Linked DNA regions of Gossypium arboreum: region 2 is linked to region 1. The links are chromatin contacts, called in public Hi-C maps. All regions are on one chromosome and are shown on one strand. The core of a region is the stretch at or near the end of the contact, and the rest is flanking DNA. Distances in the headings are between cores, read along the strand shown.

What was found. Hi-C and Micro-C count contacts between places; a contact is called where the count stands out from the background.
Region 2: a contact with region 1 is called in a Hi-C map of leaf, with 4 times the contacts expected there. The contact joins the promoter of LOC108476618 here to the promoter of LOC108452648 in region 1. A contact is called at or near these places in 3 of 5 Hi-C or Micro-C datasets (all in leaf).

What each region holds. Positions count from the first base shown.
Region 1 is chr7:6,378,783-6,381,482 of ASM2569848v2, forward strand. It overlaps LOC108452648 (transmembrane 9 superfamily member 12), which reads left to right and starts at 1,257. Exons shown (of 2, transcript XM_017750453.2): 1 at 1,257-1,532; 2 at 1,880-2,700. The coding sequence starts at 1,957.
Region 2 is chr7:6,526,231-6,528,930 of ASM2569848v2, forward strand. It overlaps LOC108476618, which reads right to left and starts at 1,264. Exons shown (of 6, transcript XM_017778890.2): 1 at 793-1,264. The coding sequence starts at 1,180.

The sequences.
Region 1 (2,700 bases), core at 7-2,506:
TTTGTTTTAGTTTTTGATTTAAAATTTATTTCGAGGCATAAAATTAAAATAGTAGTTCAAATGAGTAATATCCAAAAGTCCCTAAATACTAAAGAGAGAATGATAAGAGTTTACAAACATCGCTGATTGGTGGAGTAAATTGTAGCTGTTAATACAAAAAAAAAAAAATCAATTTTTAGATTTTTGAAAATTTATGTAGTTTTTTTATTTTAGAATTTTAATTTTTGAAATTTTATATAAATATAAGTTTTTAAAATAATATTTTATAGTTTCAAAAATAAATTGTGAATGTTTAGATTTTAAGAATTTTTATATTCTTATATATTTTTGGGATTTGTTTTGATTTTATTTCTTAAAGAATCTTAAAATATCAAATTGATATTTTAATTATAATTTAAGTAATTTAGATATTAAATTTGTAAGTATCATTAATAATTAGGTAACTAATGATATATTTGAGGAATAATGACTACTTTATTTATTAGCAAGTCATCGAGGTGACTTAAATGATGAATTTCGAATAGTTATAATCTTTCCATAATAAAATGATCAAAATATAAATTTATTAATAGTTAAATGATCATAGATGAAATTTATCTCAAAATTTGATGGAAACAAAATCTCACCTCCATTAAAATTCAACCCAGCGGATCTAGCCGAATTACGATGGGAGCGGTGAAAATATATATATTTGGTTTAAATGTTGTTCTTAGTCCCTATACTTTGTAAAAATTATGAATTTAGTTTTTATATTTTAATTTGATCAATTGTAGTCCTCTATCTTTTCAAGTTGATCAATTTTAATCCCGTACTTTTTGGCTTTTGAAATTTTAGTCCTAGCAGTTAAATCCGTTTGAGTAAGTTAAATTACTAATCTTCTACTATGCGTATAATCATAGCTACAGCCCATATTCTCCAACTGGATCATTTTAAATCTCTATAGTTTTTAACTCTTGAAGTTTCAATTTTTACACAAATAACAGTTGATAATCCATTGACTGGATGTTTGATGAGTAATATGTAAAAAAAACAAACTGATATGACATTACACACATGATAATAAGTTTGTCACATTAGATTTTATAAACAATAGAATTTAACTTTATGAATCTATTAGCTATAGTTTGGTGATAATTGAATTTTTAAAATTCAAAAAATACAGGACTAAATCTATAACTTTTTGTAAAATACAGAGACTAAAAACAGAATTTAACCTATTAAGTTTTGGAGGCCGCCCCACACAAGAGTTCTGTCAATTCTTATTTCATAATTTATAAATTCAAGATTTATTAAAACTTCCCATGTTGGTAGATTTGTGACTCATATTTTATTATAATTTTATAAATTACCCATTCTCCTCCGTTTTGCTCTCTTCAATATATTCGCTTCATTCCTACTAGCTTTAAAGTTAAACCACTGAAACAAAGTGGAAAAAAAATATATATCAAAGAGAAGCAGAAGCTTCGTTCTTACGCGTTTTCTGTTCCCAAAGAGCCGAATCACTTTCAACTGGAACCCTAGACCTGTCTCAGGTTCTTTATCCTATTCTTGTCTCTCTGCCTTTTACTTAAATGGGTTTTTGGTTCTAGATCTAATCTTATAATCCTTCTTTTGTTCAGTACTTTGATCTGTTTTGTGATTTTTTTTATTGATATGAACGTTTAATACTTTTCGTTGTTTAAGGAAAAAAAATGATGCTTTTTGCATTTTGGTATATGGATCTACTGCTTTCAAAGCTAATGCAATGAAATTGTTTTTTTTTTTTTTTAATTTTTTGGTACTTAGGAATCTCAGTATCGTTTTAATGCTTTTGTTGCGCTAGTTAATGTTGAGTTAAATTTGCGTGGAAACTGATTGTTGAAAACCTGTTTGTCTGTAGATTTTTCCTCCTTATACTGAATGCTCAGTCTATAGTAGCTTAGATTCGAACCGTATATTGCAAGATCTGCTATTATCATGGCTTTCTCGGAAAGGAAGATGCCCGGAATCTGCTCGGTTTTTCTGTTAGTGGTTCTATTTGCCCATTCTTGTCATGGGTTTTATCTGCCTGGAAGTTACATGCACACGTATTCAACTTCGGATACGATAGTTGCCAAAGTTAATTCATTGACTTCCATTGAAACCGAGCTTCCCTTTAGTTATTACAGTCTCCCTTATTGCGAACCTCTCGGTGGAATAAAGAAAAGTGCCGAGAATCTAGGTGAGCTTCTCATGGGAGATCAGATTGATAACTCCCCTTATCGGTTTAAAATGAATGTGAACGAGTCCCTCTATGTTTGTACTACCAGCCCCTTGAATGAGCATGAAGTTAAGCTTTTGAAACAGAGGACTCGTGATTTATATCAAGTGAATATGATTCTAGACAATTTGCCGGTTATGAGGATTGCAAAACAAAATGGGGTTAGTATTCAGTGGACTGGATTCCCAGTTGGGTTTACTCCACCAAATAGTAATGATGATTACATTATCAATCATCTCAAGTTCAAGGTCTTGGTTCATGAGTATGAGGGAAGTGGTGTGCAGATAATTGGAACTGGGGAAGAAGGGATGGGTGTCATCTCCGAAGCTGATAAGAAGAAGGCATCTGGTTATGAGATTGTTGGTTTTGAAGTGACTCCATGCAGTGTTAAGTACGATCCAGAAGTCATGACTAAGCTTCACATGTATGATAGTATCTCTCCTGTGAACTGCCCCTTGGAG
Region 2 (2,700 bases), core at 14-2,513, 150 kb after region 1:
TTGTCAAGATGATCCAATTTGACCTTACCTGCCAAAAATTAGCAACTTATGGAAATATTCATTTGCACAAGCTTATGTTTCAAACAAAAAAAGGGAACTAGCAGCATGCAGTAAAAGATAACTTAAACTATATCAAGAAAAAATCACGTATAAATCAAAGTGTCTTTAAATGCTTTAAACATACAAGTTCTCTAAAAAAGAGGACAAATTCAGAGAAGGCTCATGTCCTTATGTAAATGAGGATGATTTAGTTTCTCCATCATCATTTTAAATTACTCTAAAAATTTGTCGGCAAAGGTTATGCATGTTCCTTAAATAGCCTGGAAAGTAGTAAGAGTTGTTACTTTCCAAAGAAACAAGCATATATCATTATACCAAGAAAAGAAAAAAAAGAAAGGAAAAGAAAATTTTCAGAGTTGAGCAAGCAGAATGCAGTTAGAGGAGAATTTAACTATTCAACATAAAAGGACTAAATTCGCTGAGCCAGCCTAAGCAGTTGATCCATGTTAGATATGGATGAACAGGGGAAAAAACACCCCCTAGACATCTTGCTCAGCACTTAACATGCATGTTGTTTCCAATTGAAAGAGAAAATCAAGCAATTTTATGAGTCATTTTCTTGAGATTACTATATGCAGAAAAAGGATCATTTCCACCAATACAACATATATCACTTACATAAGATTGTTTTTGTTTGTCTTCTTAAGAAAGGAAAGGGATGTTCACACTGGAAAAACAATTTGGAAAGAATGAAAAGAGTATGGCAGAGAATTCAAGGAAATGAGCACTGACTCTGAGGGCCACCAAGCCGATTGCAAACTTCAACAAAGTAAGAATGGAGTTCACTAGTCCATCGGAGGCGAGGTTTGATATCATTAGTGACGATAAGCTTAGGTTTCTCCCTCACCCTTTCCACCACCTCGTTACCAAAAACAGGATCGCCATTACTAACTGTAAAAGGAGGTAAATTTCCAGGGATTTCTTGCAAAGCAAGCAATGTGTTGTTATTACCACCGCCCTGGTGAAGCTGCTGGTCGTGTTGATTATGCCCATTGACATGAACACCTTGACCAGCCAACACTTGTTCTCCAAACACCGACACTTTAAACTCATCAGAATTCTGACTCACAACATTGTTTTCCACCGAAACACTGTTCAATTCACTCAGAATCTCACCCATTTTCTCTTTCCTAGTACACTTCTAAATCTCTTACAGTTTTGCAGGTCTTCAACACAGAAACTAAGATTACCCCCAGATATATACAGCTGATGAATAAAGCCTGGCCAATATACAACATACCCTACAGAAACAAGAGAACTGAGGACCCCACCAGGAGTTTCTGTGGGGGCCACGGAACTAATAGTGTTAAAAATTATATATATTGTGATAAATAAAAGTAAGAACAATCCAAAGAAGGACACAACGGCTGTTTTGTAATTATCTGGATACTGGAAAAAAAAGGGTGGAAGTGAGACTTTTGAACCAGGACAAGCAAGGAGAAGAAATCGAGGAGAGGGAAAGGGGCGTGGAGTGGGGGGGGAGGGGGGAGGGGATTGCTATGCTTACCGGAGAGGTGAGTGAAAATGCACATGGTAATGGAGTACATGACGTGTACGGAGGGCGGAGGTGTCGCCGAGTGAATGGACTGTGACGGTGGGGAGGGCGGGGGGAAGGGCGTTGTGGGTTTCAGTTTGTGAACTATGGATGCATGAAGGGAAACGTGGAAGGCAGTAGCCATTCGGTGTTTGGATTTTTGTTCGTAATTACAATCTTCCAGGTTGTGTTTGTATCTGGTTTCCGATGAGGAATGAATTTGACAAAAAAACTGTGGGTTAAATTGGGTCAAGGCCATCTAGCCCATGCTTTTCACCATTGAATTGAGTTGGCCGGAGAGTCAAAACACAATTCTTCCTTTAGTAAAATATCTCAAACATGTTATAGATAATGATATCTTGTCACCCAAATTTACATTCAAAATAAACAAAAAAAATGGATGTTATCATATATTTTATAAAACCCTGTCATTGCAAAGAGAAGTGGACAAAGATTTAAAGGATTACCAACCACTGATTTTATGAAAGTAGAATTGGTAAAATATGAGAATATAATCCGGAGATCTTAGTTGTAAAAAGAGCCTCTTAGGAAGGTGTTTAAAGACAATTTATTTTCTGAGATTTGAACAAAATTTGTCGTATTGCTTAGGTTGAAGTGCAACAAGTTGGTGTTGCTGACTTATGCTATGTAAGAGATGGGAGTGTCGAGTGTTTCTATTTCATCTCTAAGCAAAAGTAGTCGTGATGCTTTTCTTTTAGCACCTGCTCACTTCACTCTTCCTTCCATCTCTCTTACGTTTTAACTCTTCCTTCCATCTCTCTTACGTTTTAACTTTTACCATGCCTTAAATGTTGTTGACAGTGTCGGATTTTTGGGGACGCTGGCAGGTGCCCCGCACCCTAAAAATGGAAATTTTGTCATTTTGGTCCTTTAAATTTTTTAAAATTTTAAATTAGTAAAAGTAAAATTATATTTTAACTTCCTAAAAATAATAAAAATTAATTTAATTTTTTAAAAATTATAAAGATATAGATAATTTAATTTTGTCCCCTTAATTTTTTTCCTAGCTTGGCCTCTAATTGTTAATGTAATAAAACAAATTCTAAAAATTATTTTTAAATGAGAAAATGGATCATTAAAGTTTT